Linked DNA regions of Mus musculus: region 1 is linked to region 2. Evidence: chromatin contacts called from public HiChIP or PLAC-seq data. All regions are on one chromosome and are shown on one strand. Each heading gives the region's core, a stretch centred on a gene start, on an enhancer-like site or on the middle of the called end of the contact. The rest is flanking DNA. Distances are from core to core; before and after follow the strand shown.

Evidence for each region. HiChIP or PLAC-seq counts read pairs in DNA pulled down with a chosen protein or histone mark.
Region 1: an H3K4me3 HiChIP or PLAC-seq map of the 230-238 cell line shows a contact between it and region 2, with 10 times the contacts expected there. The contact joins the promoter of 1700047G03Rik here to the enhancer-like site in region 2. A contact is called at or near these places in 1 of 39 promoter capture datasets (liver), 1 of 484 Hi-C or Micro-C datasets (liver), 3 of 115 datasets of contacts at active chromatin or transcription factors (the 230-238 cell line and embryonic stem cells) and 2 of 9 other capture datasets (embryonic stem cells and liver).

Annotation. Positions count from the first base shown.
Region 1 is chr15:11,964,186-11,969,867 of GRCm38.p6, reverse strand. 1700047G03Rik (RIKEN cDNA 1700047G03 gene) reads right to left here and starts at 2,806. Exons shown (of 3, transcript NR_040447.1): 1 at 2,672-2,806; 2 at 1,964-2,054; 3 at 1-398. Gm34618 (a long non-coding RNA gene) reads left to right here and starts at 5,677. Exons shown (of 3, transcript XR_383841.4): 1 at 5,677-5,682. It also overlaps the pseudogene Gm21997.
Region 2 is chr15:11,368,970-11,374,292 of GRCm38.p6, reverse strand. No RefSeq gene overlaps it. Among named protein-coding and RNA genes, the nearest start is that of Gm34444, 4.6 kb to the right of the region's middle. Within about 2 kb of position 3,457, at least 16 of the 459 cell types and tissues checked have an H3K27ac peak or open chromatin away from gene starts, as enhancers often do. A contact at or near this core is called in the 230-238 cell line, where this site is marked.

The DNA of each region.
Region 1 (5,682 bases), core at 1,557-4,056, 600 kb before region 2:
CCTTAAAATGTATGAAGACATCTAAGGGAAGAGTATTTAAGACACTCAACAGACCTTCCCGGTAACCACGCCCTCTCGGCCCACCACTGTCGCTGCTATGATCTGGTGCTGTGGCCTCACATGGGGAGTGAGTATTCTGGATTTCGAGGCTTTTATTCCATTCACAGGAGTTTCTCTGTATCAGTAAAACACTGTGAGGCTGACACTCCACGAAGAGGCAGTGATCATGTTGGCTCTCCAGATGGAATCCACAAAGAGACGGGCGTGAAGCAGCGCGGTTTTCAGGGGCTCAGAAAGCCTCATGTGAAAATTGTGCCGCTGATAGCTGGGGAATCAGGAAAGGCAGACGGACTCTATGACTTCGTTGTTTCCTCCTCATAGTCTGAGGTGAAATATGACTGGAAAGAAAAAAAATAGCTGATTAGACTGGGAAGTATCCTTCCGTGGGGGAGCTTATTAGAAATACAGATTTCAGGTCTCATCCTAGGCTTCCTCTGTCAACACGATCACCAGGTGATGTGGGAATGCCTTAAGGTTTGCCAGTGCTGTCTTGGAGAAAGTTGAGCAGACGGTTTAAGAGAGAGCTGCTGGGCCTGGAGAAACAGCCCAGAGGTTAAGAACACTGACTGCTCTTCCAGAGCTCCTGAGTTCAATTTCCAGCAACCGCACGGTGGCTCACAACCATCTGTAGTGGGACACACACCTCGTCTGGTGTGTCTGAAGACAGAGAGACAGCGTACTCACATACATAAAATCTTTATAAAAAAATGCAGCTGCTGTTGTACCGTGGGTGGCAGCTTCCTCTTTCAAAGCACGTTAAGTCCCAGCGGTACCCCGTGGTTGGATGGATGGATGGATGGATGGATGAGTAAATTGGTGTATACCCTGGCTTACTTATCCCCCCTTAGCGGGACTATGGACAGAGTGGTTTATACAAGGGATCTATCTAGTTCCTGGTCAGGTGAATGGACTCATAGTTCACCTTACTTCACTGTTGTGGCTAACTCCATGCACACCCTTTTTTTAATCAAAAAAAAAAAAAAAAAAAAAAAAAGGATGTTTGCTTGTTTGGTGTGTGTTCTTGATGCCCAAGAAGCCCCCCCCCCCCAAGAAAGTGTATTAACTCTCTTAGAACTGGAGTTATAGTTGGTCGTGAGCCATCATGTGGGTGCTGGGGACTGAACCCCAGTTGTCTGCAAGACAGCCTGTGCTCTAAATCACTGAGTAGTTTCTCTAGCCCCCTTCATGTGACCTTTATAAAGAACTGGCCATTTATTCTGCAAGATGTCAGTGTGTGTGTGTGTGTGTGTGTGTGTGTGTGTGTGTGTGTATACGAGATATGTTTCCTTGTCTAGCCTTGGAATTACAGAGATCCACCTGCCTCTGACTCCTGAGTGCTAGGATTAAAGGTGTCACCATGCCTGTCCCACACAATATCATTTTTATAGTGTGTCTTGGTTAGTTTCATGTCAACTTGACACAAGATAGAGTCATCTGAAAGGAGGGAACTCAATTGAGAAAATGCTTCTGTAACACCCAGCTGTATGGCATTTTCTTAGTGGTTTCTTGGGGAGGGCCTAGACCGTTGTGGGTGGTGCCATCCCTGGGCTGGTGTTCTGGGTTCTATAAGAAAGCTGGCTGAGCAAGCCATGGGAAGCAAACCAGTAAGCAGCCTCCCTCCATGGCGTCTGCATCAGCTCCTGCCTCCAGGATCCTGCTCTGGTTGTGTTCCTGTCTTGCATGCCTTTAGTGATGAACGGTGCTGTGTAAGTGGAATAAACCCTTTCCTCCCCAAGTTGCTTTGGTCATGGTATTTCATTACAGTACTAGTCACCCTGTGATATAGAGAATTGCGAATAAGATGATCTCATACCGTGTCCCTATTCTATCTGTGGCTTTCCTGCTGCTGTGATGAAATACCATGGCCGAGGCAATGTGTAGAAGGAAGTTTATTTGGACTTACAGTTTCTAGAGGGTTAGAGTCCATGCTGGAGGAGAGAGGCATGACGGCAAGCAACAGTCACAATTAGGAATGGACAGAAAGCCGAGGGAACCTGAAGCAAAAAGGAAAGAGAGGAAACTTGGCGTGGCTTAATTCTTTAAACTCTCAAAGCCCGCCCCCAGTGACGTACCTCCTTCAGCATGTGCACACCCCTTCCTAAGCCTCTCTTGCTGCACCACCAACCTGGGACCAAGTGTTTAACTACTCTACGCTATGGGACACATCTCATTCAAACCACTAAGGCTTTCTTGTCCATTTACCTAAATTGGTCCAGTGCTCTAGAGCAACGGTTCTCAACTTGTGGGTCGTGGCCCCTTTGGGGTTTGAGGGGTCACCTGAGAACATAGGAAAACACAGGCATTCACGGTTATGAAGTAGCCATGAAAATACCTTTATGGTTGGTGTCACCCCAAGAGGAGGAGCTGTTTTGAAGGGTGGCAGCGTTGTCAGGAAGGTTGAGAAACGCCGCCCTAGAGGACCTCAGGGAACACGTTCCTCCCTAGCAAGCAGGACACCATGTGCTGGTCAGCTTCCTATCCCTGTGACTAAATAGCTGAGACACGAACTTAAAGGGAGGAAAGGTTTCAGTCCACGGCTGGCTGGCTCCACTGCCTCTGAGCCCCGGGGCAAGGCATCGTGGTAGGAGGAAGTGGAGGGGCAGAGCATCACCTCTTGGCAGCCAGGAAGCAGGCAGAGAAGAAGGGATGAGAGATGAGATACATTCCTCAAACTCTTTGCCTCGGCGATCTTGTTCCAAGGTGGCTTCCTAACAGCCCATTCCATAGCGGTTAAAGCAGGAAGCATAGGGGTTAGATCGGAAGCAGGGGAAACTCTTTACTCTTGAAGCCTACCCTCCCACCAATGCCCCTCCCACTCATCAATACCCCCAGCTGCCAATACCCCCCACCTCAGTTACATGCCTCCTTCAGCGACACTACATTTACACATCATGAACAGCGACACCAACTGGGGCAGAATGACAGAGCCTGCGGGGGACATTCTCATTCAAACCAACACACGGGCTTTCCTTAACCTTCTCGTCCAAATTTTCTGCTTATATTTGTGGCCACCATTTTTCTTTTCCTGCCACTGCTGGGCACTCAGTATTAAAAACAGTTTAGAAATGGAATTTTCTTATGTGTTGGAAGAAGACCTTTTTTCCCTCGGTGCTCCCTCTACCTTTTTAACAAATTTCATTTTTAGTGGTAGTAGATGAACTGAAATAAATGCACAATTTAAACAAAATTATAGAAACTCGGTGTCATCAAATAGCCTAAGGTGTTCACTTTTTTGCCAGAAGGTGGCAGCAAAGCCACGGTCAGACCTTGGATAAAATTTTTTCATCACTCGTGGAAAAACCAAACCAAACTAAATGGAAAGCAAAACCAAGAACAAACTAGACAAACAATGGGGTACCACCTGCTTATTTTATTCATAGTTTCATAAGTCCTGTTTTAATAATTCAGCATTGCTTTTAGGCTCTAAAATAAGCCTAATCCTTACCTTCTAAACATGATAAAATGGTTGCTTATTATTTTGACTTTTCTTTTTTCTTTTGAGATAGGGTTTCTCTGTGGAGCCCTGGCTGTCCTAGAACTAGCTCTGTAGATCAGGCTGGGCTGGAGCTAAAGATCTGCTTGCCTCTGGTGCTGGGATCAAAGGTGTGTGCCACCCCTGCTCGGTGAGTCAGAGACTTTTTTGACTTATTATTATTTTTTAAGGCACCCAATGTGAACACTTTTCTCCACAGAAGTAATGTCATGGGTTGATATCCATACTCTTTTTTTAAAAAAAAATATTTTTAATCTATTTATTTTATGTATATATGAGTATACTGTAGCTGTACAGATGGTTGTGAGCCATCTTGTGGTTGCTGGGAATTGAATTCAGGACCTCTGCTTATTCTGGCCATGCTCACTCTAGCCCAAAGATTTATTTATTTATTATATATAAGTACACTGTAGCTTCAGGCACACCTGAAGAGGGCGTCAGATCTCATTATGGATGGTTGTGAGCCACCATGTGGTTGCTGTGATCTGAGCTCAGGACCTTTGGAAGAGCAGTCAGTGCTCTTATCCAGAGCCAGCTCACCAGCCCGACTTCAAAATTTTTTTTTTATTGTATTTGTTTAATGTGCACACACACATGTGCACATGAATGAGGGGGAAAGAGAGAGATAGAGATACAGAGATACAGAGAGTACACAAGCATGCCTGCCCATGTCGCAGCGAGCATGTGGAGGTCAGAGGACAACTTATGATGGTTCCCTTCTTCCACAATGCAGGTCTTGGCAAGTGCTGAGCCATGTCTCTGGTCCCATAAACAAAATGATCTTATTTAATTACTTTGTGTTTTGAGAGTTTATTTGGAGGGTCTATCAAGAGATGAAAGCTACTTGAATACCCTTGGCCCCCCTCTACTGGGGAAGGTCCAGCCAACAGAATGGCTTTGGAAGGGATACCAGCCTAGCCAGCCAGATAAGTCAAAGCGACTCTGGCAATCAACAGAGTGACAGATGCTACAGCCAGATCACTCTCCCATCCTATTTAATTACTTAGGAAACCCCCCCTCCCACAAGCTATGAACTGACGGTACACAACATTGGCCCAAGCATCTTTTTTTTTTTTTTTTTGGTTTTTCAAGACAGGATTTCTCTGTGTAGTCCTGGCTGTCCTGGAACTCAGTCTGTAGACCAGGCTGGCCTCAAACTCAGAAATCCGCCTGCCTCTGCCTCCCAAGTGCTGGGATTATGCATCCTAAATAATAGATTTGAAGTCGTTTTAGTTTCCTCTTTATGAGCTCTTTCAGCTGAGCAGTGGATTATAGACCACAAGGAGTCATGTTCAGCAAGATGCACTGTCAATCTGGTCATGTTTATAACTGTTCCTGGGAAAGTACTCTCAGTGCAGGCGAGAGCTCTTCTTTTCATGTGTCAGGTTAGCTGTCTTACAATGTCATCCTGCGAATGGCACACGGGGTTTCAAAGCCTGCCCGATGCCACTCCCGGCTCTGCTGATGCTGACACAGAACCCCAGCCCTTGCTGACACCACCGGTGTACTCACACTTCCTGTCCATCAACTCCTTCCACCGGGTCACCTTACTGTCTCTGCATAAGACAGCAAGGGTGCTAGCTGTGATAGACCAGGTTGTGTCTCCCTCCCTCCATGTAGCAACCTTGTGGTAACAGTGCCCATGTCCAGGTGAGTACATTACCATCCTAGGAGCAGCTGGCCATGGTGCTGGCTGGAAGACAAATATAGTGGGCCCAGGCCACACTGAACTCGGTGCTACGGGCCTCCTGCTTCTGCTCCCCCGTCTACTGCTTGCCCTCCTCTTACCATGGCACCAGACTCAGACTTCTTGATGTACTTGATTTCTGGCCCTTCAGCTGATCCACGAGGTCTTCAAGTACCAAGTATCCCACTTGACAGCACGATAGCGTGTAGTGTGAGCATGGCTGATCTGAACTTGCTACTGGCCTTCTGTAGTGTAGGTCAGCTGTGAGAGGGTCCAGCCTGGGCTCTCATGAGTCAGATTCAGACCACAGTATGTGTGGTAAGCCCAGCGCACAGAGGTCAATGAATGGTCATGTCCCGAGTGCCAGTTTCCTCTTTCCAGACGATGTTTCTGGCCACAGGAGCATGCGTGATTTCTGAGGATGATGAGTCATGGAATGGAC
Region 2 (5,323 bases), core at 2,208-4,707:
AATAATCACAGATATAATTTTAGGAATTCTTACAGGATCATCATTAAGACTTAAGTCATCTATTTGTCAATATAGCTTTGCTACAAGATAGTACATCTTCATGGACCTGCAGAGATCTGCTTCAAAGGGGGTGTGCTCCTACTTAGTGATTGTTATATATGTTTAATAATAACAGAAAAAGCATACTAATAGGAGGAATCTTTCCTAAAATCAGTCCCTCACAGCCTTGCTTAATGAGGGCTCACCTGTTACAGATTATATAATAATCCGAGGCAGGCCACTTCAGGATGATCACCTGCTAGTTATTAGCTTGTCCCATTATGGCTCCTGACATCCCAGGATTCCTGGAGCCACTTTATGTTCCTCTTATCAAGATGGGAAAGTTCTTAGTAACCTGTGAGCTGCCAAAAGCATATATGTGGCCACTGCTGACACAACGGCTTATTCTCTTTCCCAGTTTGTTTCCAATTGCTATGAAAAATATTATGACAAAAATGAATCACAGGTGGGGAGAAAAGGGTTTATTTGACTAATGGGTTGAATCAGTCTGTCGCTGAGAGAATTCATGGCATGAAGTCAGGCAGGAGCAGAGGAAGGAACTACTGAGGGACACTGCTTACCGGCTTGTTCCCCATGACTTGCTCAGCCTGCTTTCTTATAGAACCCAGGACCATATGCCTAGGGATGACACTACCCACAGTGGGCTAGGCTTTCCCATATTAATCTTTGAGCAGCAAAGCACAGATATGACTATAGGTCCATTGGATAGAGACAACTCCTCCGTGGAGGCTTCCATACCACAGATGACTAGAGTTTGTGTCAAGTTTACAAAACCTAACCAACACAAAGCCTGTCCTCTTTCTGGGGCACATCTTACTTTCTGTGACTTACTGGAAAGCTCAAACACTCAGACATATCTTAATTTTTTCTGAGAGTCTCTCTCTTAATCTTTATAGTTCAGCCTTATTAAAATATCTTTAATTAGAAATTCCAGCTCTGCTTCCTAATTTTGGCTAGTCCTGAAAGTCTTTTCAACTTCAAAGCCACAACTCTTTCTCTGATCAGAGAAATGAATGAATGAATGAGTGAATGAATGAATGAATAAACAAGCAAATAAATAAATAAAGTTTTTTTTCCAAAGAAGAGGAAAGGATAATCTATAGGAGGTATTTGGAATCACATGGAGAAGTTATGAAAATGGCAACAACTTCCAAAGGCAAGGCCCTCCCAAGGTTGCCTGTGAAACTGGCATTTATCCACCATGACCCACCCATCTGTGTTTGCTCGCTGGGTTCTACTGGTCTTCCCTCATCCGAGAAAACCTCATACTATATGTTATGGTTTCAAGGGAAATTGGTAGAGGGCTCCACCTGGTGACATAGTGGCTCCTATTTCTGCTTTTCTCTCGTTTCCCTCCATTCCAGTTGAGGCCACTGGTATGCAGGCACTCCATAGTGACTCAGTATAATACACACTCTTCTGCATGAAGATTTAAATGCCAATGAGATATTTAAATGCTATGGAGACCTGTAATTGAGCAAGCCCTAGAAAGCCCATGTTAGAAGTGAACCAGAAAGCTCACTTTCCTGAGGTAAAGTCTCTGTTGTACAGTACTGTGAAACAACTTCCTTACTCCTTTGGAAGTGTATTTTCCTAGCAAACTGTCTCTGGCTTCTGTTTCTACCCAATGTCCAGGTTCTTGTTCAGGAACACAAGAATCTGAAACTCTGCCAGAGGTGTCCACTGACCCTAACACCTGCCGATATCAATAGTAATACTAAGTAGAGATGAACCGTGAGCATGATAAATACCCATAGCCACTTTAACTCTATTGTTCATTACACAAAGATCTGGGAGATGACATTTCATCAGTTCTTATACGATGTCTGGGCTGGCTCTATACATGCAATTCTCCCACGTTAGTCTCCCAAGTAACGGGGATTACAAACATGTGACACATGCTCAGCTTCTAGGACACAAAACTCAATGCACCACTGGATGCACCTGGTTCACACAACTGTGCTGGCACATCATGGGCCAGACAGCCTCCCTAAATTAATTTGCCCTCAATGATCTCTTAATAAATAACAACTTTCCAAAAATCTAACCCGTAAAGTACAATCCTTGGTTTGACCACTGCTGTGAAACGGACATAGCATCAAGTTGGTCACTGACTATGAATTCAGTTAGAAAGATTACATCAACGAGATGTCCTTGGGATGGCAAAGGGAGGAGGCTGGGCAAAGCTCAGGCTCTTCTGAAATGCTTTTCAAATGGTGGACATTTAAACTGCCATTTCTAAATCACTTAATATTCTTGTTCAAATTATAGGCTGATCCTTGACATGAAAAATTAATATTTGGGACAGAACTCTGAAAATTATTTTTAGCAAGGTCCTTACACGATTTATTCCACTTATAGAAGCAGAAAAACAAAACAGTTACTTCACATGGGAAATATAGACACTGTGGCTCACAAAATTCTACAGTGAGACATCTTTCTTTTTTGAGTTCACTTGACACTTGAGTTTCATATGCCTATCATTTCCTAGTGGTCATTAATGTTCTTTTTTTTTTTTCTAGCCACATAGCCACAGTCAGAGGACAGCCTCTTACTTAAGCCAGTAAGTCACTGTCTTTTTAGGACTGACATTAGGGATTAATTTTCAACTTCTGGTTTTTAGTCTTTAACTGGCATTTATTTCTTTAGAAGCTTTACTTTATTTTTGAAAACGTCATACATGAACACGATGAAAAACTATTATATCCCGTTTCTCTCTTCAAACCTCCCCAGATCCCCATCACACCCCTCTCAAGTTCATGTGTTTGTTTATGCAATAACCCACTAAGTTGGTACTGCACATAGGTCCATACTTGTAGGGCCTGACAATGAGGCATGGGAAACCTACCACTGTCCACAGCATCAGAGAAGAATGATTCCCTCACCCAGCAACAACCTGCTCAGCAGCTCCTTGGTATGGGTGGGCGTCAAGGTCTCTTTCTATTGCATCTTTTCTTGACATTGAAAAGTCAATCTCCTTCAAGGAAAGCACCCCATCAACGGCTCCCATCAAGAACTCTTTAGCCACTCCCTTTCTTAAAGATCTTTTGGTATCATACTCTTGCAAAGGCCACTAATCTAGAGCTCTGGGTTGCGGGGTAGATATCTGGACTTTGGTTACTTTCCCAATGGATAGTGTTGCAGGAAGCCCCATTTAGATAGCCTGGACTGCCCTAACCCTTCAAGGTGTGATTACCATTCGACCACAATCATGACGAGGGCAATTTAATTTGGTAAGAAAAACTGAGATGAATTAGTGTAAGGCCCATGAAGAATGCAGACTTGTCAGAGTAATCAAAATGTTTCATCCAGATGGACAGAAGTTCCAGGAAGTACAGCTGCATTAGCTGGGGAGATGATGCAATGACTGCTCCTCTGTCCAGATGCCCAGTCGCTCACTGTATTAGTCAGGGCTCTCCAGGGGAACAGAACTATAGCACAAATCTCTCTGTAGATGCATAGAAGGGGGCATGGAGTCTGGCACGGCTGCGTAAGGGGGAACGTGACAGTTCCTGCCCCTGGAGCATCATCAAGCTGTAGATCCCCATGTGTATTAATGGCTGCTATTGCCCTGAGGTTGATCTGCTCTTTCTTCTATTTGTTTTACTTTCAATCTCTCTTTCTGGGGAATATATCTCCCCCATTACTCAGAGCTAATCACTCCATAATAAACAAAACATGCAATTCTCAGGAAAGGTGGTGGTCATGGGGCTGTGGGAGACGAGGAACAGGCCTTCTTCCTGGCCTTTAGAGTCATGGGAAGGATCTAGACAACATAACCACGGAGGCCATAGAGACCAAGATGGCCCTTAATAGAAATTGCTCATTATGTGACTTGACCTTAAATTTGGAATTATATAAGGAGATACGCGTCCTCTGGTCCAATGACTGCTGCATTAATTAACCAGAGTGAACTTGGGAACATCAAAGATAGAGAGTTAAAGTAGTATGAAGAAGAAAAAGTATGGATAAGAAAAGAAGGAGGAATCTATAAAAACAAACAAACAAAACCAAAAACAAACCAAAACAACAACAATAACAATAAATAAGCAAATGATAGAATGGTTTATCTTATAGCAGAAAGGCCTGTATATGATCTAGAAACAAATAGAAGGACAGTATGGCTTAATGAAAGAGGACAGTGGGCAAGTGAACTAACTGTTTATGGAGAGATTGTCGATTTTGAACATGAGTCCATGGAATGGCTATGATAAGTAAACAAAGAGTAGAGAATTAAAAGATGCTATACAAGCATGTAAAAAGTTCGTACTTTGTTCTCCTAGCTACTTGGAGGAGATGACAATGCTTAGAGAGATAGAGAGAGCTAGTTGCCTTATTTACATAATTTTTGAAACATTGTAAGAAATTATTTTAACCTCAGTAGTCTGTTACCTTTCTGTTCTTTCATGAAAATAGCTACTGTAATGACTGCTGCCTGCTGTACCAGGAAACCACAAGTGCTGTGCCCAGCTACCCATGAAGAACAGTCTGTGTAAAGACTACAGGGAAATGTGCTTTTCCCTTGTGTTTAGTTTCTATTTTAAGGAATTGAGGTTGAGGGATAGTGATCCGGGACTTTTAGAACGTAAGTAAATTAAAGGATTTATAAAAACTGATTAATGATGGTTAAAGCTTTGATGATGACCCTTTAGTAAATAAAAGACTGGGTTCAAGCTCTCTGGTCACAATAATGAGAATGATCAGCCAATGAGAGCGAGAGCACTTGAATTGACAGCTTGCATCCACTACTGACTCCGAGTCATTATTGAATCAGTGCTGCTCCCACTCATCCCTGACTCAGGACCCTCCTCACTCTGAGACTTGACCTCCGCAAAGAGGGTTTATTAGAATAGCTCACAGGCTGCGGTCCAGCCGATCCAACAATGGCTGACTGTGAACCAAAAGTCTAAGCATCCAGTAGTTGCTCCGTCCATGAGGCTGGATATCTTAGCTATTTTTCAGTAAACACTGGAATCCAGAAGAAATATTCTCTAATGCCAGGGAAGGAATGAACTTACTAGCAAGGCAAAGGCAAGTAGGAGCAAGCAGGATTTCTTCTTCCAAGTACCTATATAGGCTTCCACAAAGATGTGGCCCGGATTAAAGGTGTGTGTCTTTCTGCCTCCAAATATGGATTAGAAGTGGATCTTCCAACTTTAAATCAAGCAAGAAGCTCTCACTGATGTGCCCTTCATGTTTGGATGTTAGTTAATTCCAGATAGAGTCAAGTTGACCACCAAGAGTAGCCAGCCATTGCATCACT